Regions from separate parts of the Zea mays genome. Here all the other regions are linked to region 2. A link is a contact called in public Hi-C data. All regions are on one chromosome and are shown on one strand. The core of a region is the stretch at or near the end of the contact, and the rest is flanking DNA. Distances in the headings are between cores, read along the strand shown.

Region 1 (3,480 bases), core at 975-3,474, 140 kb after region 2:
GGTGGAGAGGACCCACCCACATCTGCTCGTCGGAATCTGCGGAGCCCCTGAAATGCAGAGAGTAAGGTTCTGGTTTGACGGACTTTCTGTTACTAAGCGTTGCGGTTAACAAACATGTGTCAAGGAAGTTTAGGGGTATGTGACCCGTGGCTGCATTTTACAGTGGCATGACTACGCCATTTGTTCTCCCAGCTAGTGCTCAGTCCCACATTCCTTCAGCTGCAAGTAGGCGCGCACAGTGATGGCTTCAGTTAGATGCCTGTGGTGTATTTACTGTTTGTTTGTTCTGAATTGCACTTCAAGCTACCTGGAACTCATTAACAGTGCCTAAGTTATGATCAGTTTGGGACCAACATTTTATTTCCACAAGTTACTATCTTATTTACTCTTTTCAGATTTTGTTTTTATTCTTTCTCTGGGATAACACACACAAGACTTTAATTTTCTATATTATAAAACCATGAATGAAATGGTTCTGTCCGTGCATTTTCTTTTGCCATACAGTTGTTTTATTTTTCTTTAGTGTTCTGTTCAGCATCTGATTCAGAAACCTTTACTTCAGATAACCAGAATACTTCAGCTTCCATAGTTCCACAGCTGTGACAATCTAGACTAATGGCTTGCAACAGTACTGTGAGACTGTCAGTTGGTGCAGCTCTGATGTTTAGAGCTCCAACGGCCCTGTGGGAGGGATGCATTTTAGTTTTCGTTAGTGTTTAGATATGGAGAGCCAGGGTCTATCTTGGTTTGGTTCTTTTTTCTTTTCTTTTCTCTTTTCTGTCAACAGAGAGTCGCTTTTACTTATTAAAAAAGCACATTTTCCATTTTGATTCCATCACTAATGCTGGAAACCAAAATCTATTCATTATGAAAAACAGTTACATATTTATCAGTGGTAGCTATATTCACTGTTCTATTAGGTGCTCAAAATTCGTGTTGTCTGGAAGCATGATATTCTGGCCTTTGTGCTATACATTTCTATGTTTGTTTGTACGATTCTTCATGCTTAGATAAATTACCAATTTCTCGTTTGTTGTGATTAATAAATAATTTCAATTTTCAGGATTTCAGTGCAGGACCAGTACCTGATGCGATCAAGAGAAAACTAGCTGCCGAGACCAGTGTGCCTCCACAACAATCAAGTTTCAGCTGTGTAACTGGACAGAAGCAGCCCCAAAACTGGTACCCCACAAAGAAAAAGGTGAAAGTTCCACATCTTCCATCGCAGATTCTGCAGTGTCCCAGACCAAACGTGGTGCCATCCTTCTGGTGCAAAATCTGCAAGGTCGACTGTGTCACCGAGTTCAATTTCAGCGCTCACGTTGGAGGCAAAAAGCACAAGGCCAAAAAGCTAGAGATTCTAGGTAAGAGGAACGCTGGGGGACCTGCTAGCCGATGCGCAGGCAACAGGAGCGCTGGACAGAATGGACTAGCAGTTTCTGGGAGCAGAAGCAGCGAACAGAATGTGGCTGGCAGCGTTGCTGCTGGACCGAACTGTGACATGTCGTCTGAGAGCAGAACTAATGGAACAGAAGGAAGTGGGTGCACTGTCCGGCTATGAGCAGCTTGGGTTTCACTCGAGTCTGGTATTTCAATAAAAGTTCGCCTTGCACATTTTCTTCTCAAGGGCACAGTTAACATATTTATGTGTCAGATGGCTAGGCCGCTAGGGAGATTTCATCTGATGGGTTGGACTGAACAACACTAGTCAGATAATAAGTTGAAACGTATGCACTATGCAGTGTCCTATTCCCATGTGAGAGCAGTACATTGTTTGGACATATATCTGACAGCAGATGCATCCTGTGTCCTTTCGCTTCCTTCTCGAAAATGTACAGTAGCTAACCTTGTTCGGGTAGGAGGTGGAAGTTGAGGACGCTGTTCTGAGTATGTACTGGGTAGTTATAATGTATGACATCATGGCTTGTTTGTTGTTTCCATTTCTTACTGGTGATTGAATCATTGAAGACGGTGAGGGTAACTGTAGTGTGTGCCAAACTGGCCATGAAGACGATGAGGGTAACTGTAGTGTGTGCCAAACTGGCCGGCACTGTGGGCCTTCGTTACGTACTAACGTGGACGCGGGCCTTAGTGTTCGGCGGCCCATACAACATGAGCCCGACCGACCGCGGGCTCCAACCACCAAACGCGTCGACGCGCAGCGCACGCACGAACACACACGAGCAGGTTTCCTGCAACGCAGCGCGTCGAGCAGACCAGACCCGCCCGGCCTGGTTGTGGTCGAGGAGGAGACTGGAGGAGGACGGGATAGCAGACGAGAGGAGAGGACGCGCACGCCATGTCAGGTTCGTCCGCCGCTTCTCTTCCCGTTCCCCTAGATCCCCAATCCGCGCACGAGCACGACAGGACTGCTCGATTCGGCCCGAAACCTGGCGCCTGCGGAGAATTCGAGCGGCGGGCTCGATTAGGAGCCCGATTTCGCACGCAACCTGCGGGGGAGAGCGGTCGGACTCCTCGTCCCCTGTCATGTCCCCCATGGTGGAGAGGGCGGTTCCGGAGAGACGCGGCCGCATGGGTATGGCCTTATGGCGCCACCTGGGACGGGATCTTGAGGAGTCGCGCGGATTTGTTTCTTCGTTGATCGATTGATTATGCTGCGTCGTGGTGGGCGAGGGAGTGGACTCGGTTTGTGTCAAGGAGTGGACGTCGACATGTCTGTTGGCCCAGCGCCTGCGGCACTGCTGGTTAATCTGTGCCTTGCACTTTTCAACCCTGCTTGGCACTTTGGACTTCTATAGTTGATGTTCAGCAGTGGCAGGATCTAGGCATAAGCTTTTCCAATTATGTTTAACCCCATAAGCTTTTCCAATTATGTTTAACCCCTTCATAAATTTTGCAAATACATGCTGATTGTGTTATTGGACTTAAAAATCAACAAGTTTGGCAACACAGGTTTTAAATCCTAGATCTGACACTGATGTTCAGTAGCGAATTCAGCCCCTCGTTGTTGTTACACAACCTTAAAATTGGTGCTCTCTTCCAACCAAATGAAGGTCTTGGCTTCAATATATTCACCATTCTTTTAGGAGTCTTTTGCTCCTCTGTCTTGCATGGCAGTCAAGAACATTTTAGCCACCGTGTGTGTGCTTGCTTTGCTTTGCTGCTAAGTCAATGGCTGCGAGCTTGTTATCCACAGTTTTGTCGGGGGTAGGCAGTGCAGCAGCCGTGCTCTTAGTTAGTTATTGGAATTGTTCTTGACATAACCCTTGATTTCTGTTAAAGGTAATGGATTCTGATGTTATTAACTTGTTAGTGCACTTTGCAGGTCCACCACCAAAGCCTTGGGAGCGATCTGGAACTGAAGGAACTTCAGGTCCAGCACCTTTCAAGCCCCCATCTGGTGGAAGCACCAGTGATGTTGTTGAAGCTTCTGGTACCGCTAAACCCAGCGAAAATGTTACTGCGATGGAGGGGAATGCCGCTCCTAATGTAAATAGCACTGTTTCAAGGCCTATGCCA
Region 2 (3,212 bases), core at 120-2,619:
ATTGAGGGGAATGACTTGAAGGCCAGGAAACCATGAGATTCTCATCCTGGTATGCATGCATGGGCATGATTTCTGAGGGGACAAAAAGGAAACATAGGCAGCAGATTCCATGAGATGTGAAGGACCCAAGTGCATGTTCTCATTCCTTTTCTTGTTTCATGGTAGCATAGGTTGGGGATTAGTGAGGACGAGCTTTCCTTGTGTATTAAGGGAAGAACCTTCACTTTCCAAAGACTGAAGCCTAATGAAGGGGTTTCCGTGAACCAGATCGCGAGGACCCAAGGAAAAACCTAAGAATTTCCCCCCCTGTGCTAGTGCTACACTGGGAAGGAAACTGAAATTCCGAAATTGAATGATGAACGATGATGACCTGTCGGTGGTACTAACAAAATCCAAAAATAATATGAAGGGCAGGGAAGTAGTTCAGTAAGGGAAGAACCTTTACAAAGATTGAAGCCTAATGAAGGTGGTTCTGTGTCTGTGAACAGGATTACAAGTTTTTTTTTTGCCTGAGTCACACCTGGAATTAAACTGGCATCCTGAAAACATCAGCGGCAATCCCAATGAGCTGAAACGGCTGAAATAAAGCAACATCCATTAAACAAGGTTAAAGGGGGTGTATATACTAAGCTCACCTTTGGTGCATGGTGTCATCAAGAAAGCAGTTATATTCTAGCCTTGCTCTCTGGAAGTTCTGGAAGGTTGTAAGGGACCCAGCAGTCTTGCATTGATGTTGTAGGAACGAAAGTTGTGAAAGCATGGCCTGATCATTTCATGCAGACCTACTATCAGGAGTCAGATCTGTATCAAGCAGGTGGATACATGCAAACGTTTAAATATATTTACTCATCAAAGCAAGGGAAAGTAGTGAGTACCTCTTTCCAACCAGGTCGAACTTAATATGATTGGAGCATATAGTTTCCACATTAATTTGTTGTTTGAGAGGAATAAAACACAGATGTTAACCTGGAGTATCTGTTCTCAACCTAATTCTTGCTGTACTGAAAACATCTTTCATTTGAAAAATTAAGAGTAGGATGCGATAATACAACCTATAAAGTATGAGGCTGTCTCAACATTGCGCCTCCATTGCAGCAGTCAACAGAAGTTAGATGCCGAGGCTGAATCCATATATATGACTTTCAAATCCTGAGCTTACCACAACTTTTCTGATCATAGGACAGCCAATCCATGCACTGATCAACTACCAATAATCGTTACATGAACATGATCCACCTTTGAAATGGTGGAACCTACTGCGGTCCCTCACAATGATCTCCCGATCATAAATCTTCGATATTAGCTTAATTGCAGTATGGCAATCGCCACACACCCTCAAATTCTTCACTATCCTGATAGGAGTGCCAGAAAGAGACTTCAACAAGGCAAATGCAATGGCCAACCTCTCGCTATGGTAGTTCAAGGCAGTCTCTTTCTCTTCCTCCTCTATATCTGCCAACACATTGCTTGTGCGTGGGATGTAACCTTCACGTTTCAACCTATCAGCTATCTCAGCAAGCATCTGGTATATCTGTTCACTCTCAGGATGAGACCTATCACCCATAACAAACTCATACACAGAGTTGCGGAGCTCCACAAGGCTGCGCCCAGGGTTCTTCCTCACTCTATCCTTGGCCATTCTTTTCCTAAGCACATGAACGTCGGCCCATCTCCCAACAGCAGCATAAAGGTTCGAGAGGAGAACGTAGCCTCCGCTATGCCCTGGATCAAGCTCAACCAGCCGTGCCCAAGCAGCCTCCCCAAGCTCCAACTTCTTGTGCATTGCACAAGCACCCAACAAGGTCCTCCACACGACAGCATTGGGCTCCAGTGGCATGGTGAGGATATAATCATATGCTTCCTCGACTTTGCCCGCTCTCCCCAACAGATCCACCATGCATCCCAAATGCTCAACCCTTGGTGCAATGCCGTACTCCTCTTTCATCCTGTTAAAATACGTAAACCCATCATCGACCAGTCCACAGTGGCTGCAAGCATACAGCACTCCTACCATAGTGATTTCAGTTGGCACAAGCTTCTCCCTCTCCATCACACCGAACAGCTCGAGTGCTACCTTCCCAAAACCATTCACCGCTAAGCCCACGATCAGTGACGTCCAGGAGACAACGGTCCGCCCTGTCCCCATTTCCTCAAACACCCTCCTCGCATCCTCTACGCCGCCACACTTGGCATACAAATCAATCAGCGCGTTACCAACATGTGAGTTCCCTACCAGCCCAACCTTCGTCAGATAAACATGCACCCTCCTCCCTAGAGCGAGTGCGCCAATCTCAGCAGACGCTGTCAGCACGCTCACCATAGTGAATCCATCCGGCGTGAAGTCCACGTCCAGCATCTCCCGGAAGACGGTGAGAACCTCGTTGGGGCGTCCGTTGGCCGCGAACCCATTGAGCATCGAGTTCCAGGACACGGGGTTGCGTTCGCGGACGGGGATTTCGTCGAACACCCTGTGCGCGCTCTCGAAGAGGCCACACGCGCCGTAGAGGTGGACCAGCGAGTTCTTGACGAAGACGAGCGCGGCGAGCCCGTTCTTGGCGGCCTCGGCGTGGATGCGCTCCCCGTCACGGAGCGACAGGAGGCGCGCGCACGCCTGGAGGAGCGGAGGGTAGGTGTGCGTGTCCGGCGGCGCGAGGCGGCGGGCGTGGAGCGCGAGTGCGAGGGACGGGCGCGGAGAGGACGCGGCGATGCGGAGCACGGTGTTGAGGGCGAAGGGGTCCGGGTCGGGCAGGACGCGGGTGAGGATGGCGACGGCGTAGCGGACGGGAGGGGCGCGGAGGGAGGCGAGGTGGAAGAGCAGGTGCTTGGCGAGGAGCGGGTGCGCGGGCGGCACGCCCGCGCGGAGGGCGCGCGCGTGCAGCTGCTTGGCGGTGGCATGGGAGGGCGCGGCGAGGTGGAGGCGGAGCAGCGCGACGCAGTGGCGCAGCGCCGGGTGCGTCGACGGCGTCCGGTCACCGGACGCGTCATGCATGAGGCGCGCACGTCTTCAGTGCGGTTTTGGCGAGGGTAAAGGCGCGATGAGCTCCTGCCGCGGACAACGTATAGATGGCCAAACGGGCCGGCACGGCCCGGCTAGCGAAGCGTGCCGTGCCCAGATGGGCCGGCGTGCCGCTGCCGCGGCCTAGGCACGGCCCGTGAGCCTGTTAGTCGTGCCGGGCCGGCCCGGTGGCACTATGGTCAATCTGAGTATATTG
Region 3 (3,497 bases), core at 263-2,762, 130 kb before region 2:
GGCGAGCGACAGGTTCTGCAGGCTCCGGAGGTTGCCGATGCCGTCCGGCACCGGCCCCGAGAAGCGGTTGCGGGAGACGTCCATGAACTTGAGGCTCTTGAGGCTGGCCACGTTGCCGGGGAGGCCGCCCGAGAGGTTGTTGCCGGCCAGAGAGAGCTTGACGAGCATGGTGAGGTTGGCGAACACGGAGAGGTCGGCGACGCCCGAGATGCCGTGGCCGTCCAGCACGACCCCGGCCACGCTGGCGCCGTTGCACACGACGCCGTTCCAGGACGCCGGGCACCCGTTGAAGTCGATGGACTCCTCGTTCCAGGAGTCGGTGACGTAGCCCGCCGGGTCGTGCGTGATGCCCTTCTTGAAGGCCAGCAGCGCCAGGATGTCCTGCGAGGGCAGCTGCCCACGCGCAGGGGAAATGAGCAGCAGGAGGAGGAGGAGGAGGAGGAGGAGCGGCGGCGGCGGCAGGAGGAGGAAACCCGCGCGAAGCCCCATCGCTCACTTTCCTCCACGGACTGGTCTGGGAGGGGAGCTGGGAGTTTGATGGTTAGTAGGATTCAAGGACGAGGACGCATTTCTTGGAGGAGATTGGAGGCAGCGTGCGCACAGGCGGGTAGTAGCTATCAGCGAGGTGGTATGGCTGTGCACACTCTGGGTACTAATTGCGCAGCCACAACACTTGTCCCTTTCACCTGATCTCTGCAGCAGCAGCAGCAGCACCTAGTATCGACATAAACCCGTCCAGATTCCTTCAAACAAACCTGAAACGAGCAAAAAGGTGTCAACTCAGGCACATAGATTCCAGCTTCAACACCCGCCCTGGCCGCCCAAAGATCGAATCTACCATTTATCTTCGTCGGAAAAAAAAGAGGGGGAAATGCAGCATAAATAGACAAAAAAAACTCTTCTTTTTTTGCTGACAGCACAAAGACCACATTTATTAACCCCTCCTCAAGAACGGCGGTAAAAAAAAGTGGTGGGTTCGGCCGCTAAACCCGCCACCAACCGCGGGCGGAACCGCCCAGCCCAGCTCAAAAAAAAAATAAAGGACGCGCCCTTTTAGTTGCGCAGGCACGGCGAATGCGTCCAAACATCGTGCACGGAAGGACACCGCCTGCGGTCTCGCCTCCACTCCAGATGCGATGCAATGCAATGCAATGGCGGATGCGGATGCGAGTGCGAAGAGCGGGGAGAGGCGGCGCGGGTGGCCTTGCTTACCTTGCAACGCGACCAGTCCGGGCGGCCTGGAGAGGGGCGGAAGGAAGGAATGGGTGGGAGAAAGGGTAATGGGGGGGTTGCAGGGGAACTGGGGAATGCAATGGGAGGGGAGGGGCCCGGCGGGAGTAGCCTGCCCTGGGGAAGACGGCAGCCGCGGCGGAACGAACCCTAACCCTAGCTGCTGCGGCTGTGAGGCGGCGGCGGAGGAGTAGGGGAGGGGGCGTGGCGGGCAGCTTGGTAACGGAGTGTGGGAGTGGAGAGTGGACTGGAGGGGGGAGGCGGGCAGCGCCAGCAGTGTGGGGATGGATGGGATGGGATGGGATGGGCGTGTCTTTTCTCTGTCGCCCTCCGTTGGCTTTTTGGTTTCCCATTTTTTGCGACGTGGTCCTCCGGAGAAGTTGTAATTTCGCGAGTGGAGAAAATACGGATACAGAGCGTGGCGTGGTGTGTAGTTTTTTGTACAGTAGAGCTAGAGTACAGTACAGTGTACTGCACCTACAGTAGAAGTGTATAACTGTTTAGGACTTGTGGACTGCGGTCAAAGGTCCCAAGGTAGCAGCAGTACAGTAGGCAGCAGGACGGAAGTGTCGTGCCGTACGCCCGGATCGCTGGGATACGGCCCGGGGTACGTGTGCGAATGCGTGACTTGGCAGGGGGCGGAGGCGCGAAACGGCGAGGTGATTTCCCGCGTCCTTTTTTTTTTGTGCGCGTGGTAGCGGCACCCGCCAAAAGGCCCCGCCTTGCCACCCTCGTGCGCCGCGCTGTGTCAGCTGTTCGATACGATAGCCCGCGTTTATTTTATATATATATATATATATTAGCTTTGTAAAAGTATCGTGTTTGACTCTCAAGTCACACTGTAGAGCCGAGTTGTAAAGGGTTTAGGTGCGTACATATATTTTGGATCAGCAACAGTCGTGCTTGCCTATGGTACCCGTGCCGTGTCGTACAGGGCGTCACGAATGAACACACACAAATATATATACGTACATTACATGAATGATGAATCCTCCTCCTTTTTTTGCAATGCCAATGGATGCCAGATCTTCTCTCCTTTTTTTTCTTGCTTGCAGCTAGGTACTCATCCGGGTAGCCAGGAGTGAAAGTCCAGAGAGGTGGTGGTTAGGCATTCATTAATAATAGGAGTCAAAGGGCTGGCCAGCCAGGCTCAGCAGCATCCAAAGCAAGCAAGAGGCAAGAGTGCAGTCTGCAGTCATCTTCAACAGCCAAGGCAACTGAACCATGCATGCATGATTGTCCAGTGCACCCTCACTGGCTGCTGGAGACCGGCGTGCAGGGTCTGGCCCCAAAGTTTGTTGAGTTGCTGCTTTATAGAGGAAATGGCAAATGCCTGCCACTTTGGCAAACCCCCCAAAAAGAGAGAGAGAGAGAGACCTTTCTTTCGAAACCTTTTTGCAAACTTTCGAGGTGTGAGTTCAACAGTGGGTAATTGCCTAGCTTTAAGCACTTTGTATGTTAGTAGGCGTGATCTGATCCCATAAGCGAGCCCCCCCCCCCCCCCTTTTTTTTTACTTTTTTACAGTCTTGATTGCGTTGGCCTGCAGTGCAGAGGCGTTGTAGTTTAGGTTCAGGCTCAGTTAGTACCAGTGACAAGTCGTGTTCTCAACCACAGACTCGGAGCCCGAGCTTGTGAAAAAAGCAAGACATTTGCAGCTTGCGGTGGATGGATCATGTGGGGGGACTACTGCACCCACCTTGTACAGGAGCATTCAGTTCTCTCTTGCCTCCGATGATTGCTGCCTGATTCATCCGATCCACCCCTCCCCCCACCCCCACCAGCGGTCAAAACAAATGCAGTTAAAAACGAGTCCCTTTTTTTCCCCTTAAGGCCTTGTTCGGTTATTTCAATTCCATGTGTATTAATGTGTATTGGGATGGATTGAGATGTATTTTGACTTGCTATGGAATTAAACCGACTCAATACCACCCAATCCACATGGATTAACGGCGAAACGAACAAGCCCTAAGGCTATGTTCGTTTACGTTGTTCCCGGCCGGAAACCAGGACCAAACCCCCGTGGATCTCTCCCACCTAGAAAGAAGTCCGGTCCACGAGAAAACTTGCGTTCGGTTAAACCTAACGTGGGTTGTATCCAGATCTAACCTCGTCGTTTCAGCCCGGGAACCACTCCTGATCCGTGGGGGGGCGAAAAATATTCCAGACAGACGCGACAGAGGAGGCATCGCGAAGGGCACAAGGCGGCGGCGGGCTGGCAGTGACAGCTCTCTGGCGTCGATATGCTCCGGCGGCCTCCTTCTCATCG
Region 4 (3,249 bases), core at 603-3,102, 220 kb before region 2:
ATTATCCCAAAATAGTACATTAAGGTCTACATAGTGTAGGAACATACCACAAAAAGTTTGGTGGCCAAAATAAAAAAAAATTAAATATGCTTTGCCGAGTGTTCACTGAAGACACTCGGTAAAGACATTCTTTGCCGAGTGTCAGATATTTGACACTCGGCAAAGAATCTGCTTAATTGCGCTTGGCCTATTTTATATTCGATCAAATTAAAAAAATCGGTCCATGATTATAAAAAAGTATGATGCACCTACTGCTACTGCCTACTGAATCGAGAGCCAGCACTTGTTTCGCATCGAGAGCCGGCCAGCACTCCTTTGCCATCGAAACGAATGAATGGCCCGGGACATGCTCCAGCAAGGCGAGGTGGGCCGAGAGGCGGGACGGCCCACCCGGCCACACATGCGTAGAGATGTCCAAACGGGCCGCCCGGCCCGGCCCGGCCCAAGCCCGGTGAAGTCCGGCCTGTCAGTCACGGTTACAAAACCGGGCCGGGTCGTCTAAGCACGTGGGCTCAATTTCTTGTCCGAGCCCGGCCCGCAGCGAGCCTACGACCCGTTTAGCACGAAAAAAGCGGGCCGAAAAGCGGGCTATGCGGGCCGGTAAGCACGTTTTAGTGTAAAAAAGCGGGCTTAACGGGCTTAGAGGTAAACGGGCCGTGCCGGGCTAGCCCACCGTGACTAGTTTCCTGTCCGAGCCCGGCCCACTTATTCGTGCCGGCCCGGCCCGGACCCACATAGAACCGGACCGTGCCGGGCTCGGACCAGGCCCAAACAACGGGCTTCGTGCCGGGCTCGCGGGCCTCGTGCTTATCTATACTATATTTAAAGCACCAGTTTCAACGGTAGTCACACGTCATCTTTTTATAAATAACACCTCATAATTATTTCAAATTAATCTGTTACACGCCTATAGATAGTCAAACGGGCCACAACTCTGGTACATGCACGTCATGTCGGCCCATTTGATTAAATCAACGTAAAATATTAAAAAACGATGCAAGAAGTGGGGTTTGAACCCATGCCCTAATGGAAGAAGGACGGGAGACATTAAGTGAAGCTATCTAACCAGTAGAACATCATGCTTAAATGGATTTAATATTGAATATAAATTGTATATATGTATATATGTTTTTTATAAAATAAAAAAATATAATCGTGTCGGGCCGGGCCAGCACTATGGGCCGAGGCTACAACCCAAACACGGCACGACGTTCTTGTCTCTTGCAAGCATTAGGTCGTTTCAGAGACCATATTAGCGCAACCGCGCAATGGACTCCATGCTATTTGAGGTTGCTGAATTGGATGGAGCAAAAATAATTGTCACACTAATAGTAAAATGAAAGATTATTTGTTGGTTTTAAACGTTAGTAATTGCTACGAAGTAGCATAATTTATATGGAGTGCAACCAATTTTTATTGATGTCTCACTTTAGCAATCACTCCATATTTTAATCTATCTTTTTATAAGTTTGACTTCATGTGCCTTATTTTAGAAACTTGAGCTCACAAACTTTATCTTATTTGGTCTTTATATGGTGGAATCATGTTATTTTATAATCTCTGTTCATTCAGTCAGTCGTTATGAACTCTCATCTAATCGCTCACTTCATTGGTCGTGTTGTATCAAGACATATTGCATGGAGTAAACAATAACCTCAGTTAGCCAAATCAAAATAATATTATACAGAGAGCGGAGACAATCAATAAAAAATCTTAAATTTTTTTGATAGATAATTTATGTGCGTATTGTTGTAAGCCGTCGTAATAGACGGGCAACCGACTAGTTGGCCATCTATACACGTGCGCCTCCAGCGAGTCCACGCTGCACGCCAGACGCCACCCTTTTCCCATCTCCCGTGGCCAGCCAGACAAACAAATCTCTCGCGCCTCCCACTCCTCCCCGCCACTCGCCGCCAGCGACCAACCATCGCCCGCCCAGCAGCAGCACGGTCCCACGCCAGGACTCGACCCACGCGCGGCTAGCTAAGCTCCCGCCGCCATGATCACGGCCCTGCAGGTCTCCGGCGGCGGCCTGCCGCTCCTGTTCGCCCGGCGCCGGCGCCGGGCGTTCCGGCCGCCCCAAGCGGTGGCGTCCGACGCCGCCGCCGCCGCCGAGGGCACGGCGAGGGAGGATGGCGGGAAGGTGGCCCTGGGCGGGTCCGGCGTAGCCGTCACCAAGCTCGGCGTCGGGGCGTGGTCCTGGGGCGACACCACCTACTGGAACGAGTTCCGGTGGGACGGTGCGTACGTTTCTCCGCTCTCGCCGCGTGCGCTGTCTGCTTTGCTTCTTGGCTCAGGATTTCTTTCTTCCTGGTTATTTCCACGAACAAGAATTATGTATTACAGTCTGAAACACCCCCACCCCACAGCAACTTATAAATGCCATGAAAAATCAGCGCTGTTTTAGTAAATAGCCCGTGAGTTTCTGAATCAATCCTCCAGCCCTGCTACCTGAACCACGTATGTACGACACTGAAGCTGAAATCACACGGCGAAACCGAGACCCATCCCAGGGCCAGAAAGTGTGGGAAACCATCCTACACCCGTGCTCCCTTGTTGCTAGCATGTCGTTGGAAGAAGAAGTTTTACTTGGCCTGAACCTCCGCTCACACTTCCCGTGCATCTTTTGCGCCTGCTAGCTGCTGCTGCTGCTTTGACCGAAGTCCAACTCAGCCTGAAACTTGGCATTCCGTTGTTCTAACTAGACGCTCTCCAGCAGTAAGAGGCTAAGAGCACGTATCACTACTCACTAGTCGCCTGCCAATTCCATCGAATGGTTGCTGCCTCTGCCTGCTGGTACTTTTTTCATTGCAAAACATGGGAATGGTAATGGCTGCCCTCTGACATCGGTGAACGCTCTGGGAACACACCAGATACGAAGCTGAAGGCAGCCAAAGGAGCGTTTGACGCGAGCATCGACTGCGGAATAACCTTCTTCGACACCGCCGAAGTGTACGGAGCAGGGGTAAGAATAAGAGCATGGAAGCTTGACGACGCCTTACGCCCTTACCTTACCACCACCCGTCACAAGGTGAATCTAACGCTGCTTCCAAACGTGTTCTGCCGCCATCAGGTATCGGGAGCGATTAATTCAGAGAGTTTACTAGGAAGGTACGTATATGTCGTAATCTAAGCCAGAGAGTTCATGCATCCCTTTTGTACCGTAATTTAAGTTAAGCCTCTGCAGTGTCAGTTCTGAAGCTCCGTCTCTGCATCGTCAGGTTTATCAAGGAGAGGCAGCGGAAGGAG

The links. A called contact is a pair of places that touch in the nucleus more often than the background predicts.
Region 1: a contact with region 2 is called in a Hi-C map of tassel, with 3 times the contacts expected there. The contact joins the promoter of LOC100194278 here to the promoter of LOC100277738 in region 2. A contact is called at or near these places in 6 of 25 Hi-C or Micro-C datasets (bundle sheath, ear, endosperm and 3 more).
Region 3: a Hi-C map of leaf shows a contact between it and region 2, with 5 times the contacts expected there. The contact joins the promoter of LOC103648322 here to the promoter of LOC100277738 in region 2. A contact is called at or near these places in 13 of 25 Hi-C or Micro-C datasets (bundle sheath, ear, endosperm and 5 more).
Region 4: a contact with region 2 is called in a Hi-C map of tassel, with 6 times the contacts expected there. The contact joins the promoter of LOCLOC100191774 here to the promoter of LOC100277738 in region 2. A contact is called at or near these places in 2 of 25 Hi-C or Micro-C datasets (ear and tassel).

What each region holds. Positions count from the first base shown.
Region 1 is chr2:240,941,619-240,945,098 of Zm-B73-REFERENCE-NAM-5.0, reverse strand. It overlaps LOC100194278, which reads left to right and starts at 2,224. Exons shown (of 5, transcript NM_001401399.1): 1 at 2,224-2,306; 2 at 3,287-3,480. The coding sequence starts at 2,300. LOC100193943 reads left to right here. Exons shown (of 3, transcript NM_001139012.1): 2 at 1-61; 3 at 1,064-1,938. The coding sequence ends at 1,561.
Region 2 is chr2:241,077,405-241,080,616 of Zm-B73-REFERENCE-NAM-5.0, reverse strand. It overlaps LOC100277738, which reads right to left and starts at 1,369. Exons shown (of 6, transcript NM_001361298.1): 1 at 876-1,369; 2 at 636-763; 3 at 1-539. It overlaps LOC112163536 (pentatricopeptide repeat-containing protein), which reads right to left and starts at 3,028. Exons shown (of 1, transcript NM_001398890.1): 1 at 1,072-3,028. The coding sequence starts at 2,989. The coding sequence ends at 1,205.
Region 3 is chr2:241,205,725-241,209,221 of Zm-B73-REFERENCE-NAM-5.0, reverse strand. LOC103648322 (probable LRR receptor-like serine/threonine-protein kinase) reads right to left here and starts at 1,512. Exons shown (of 4, transcript NM_001348141.1): 1 at 1,213-1,512; 2 at 1-755. The coding sequence starts at 489.
Region 4 is chr2:241,297,734-241,300,982 of Zm-B73-REFERENCE-NAM-5.0, reverse strand. LOCLOC100191774 reads left to right here and starts at 1,852. Exons shown (of 10, transcript NM_001367118.1): 1 at 1,852-2,240; 2 at 2,874-2,965; 3 at 3,074-3,111; 4 at 3,222-3,249. The coding sequence starts at 2,000.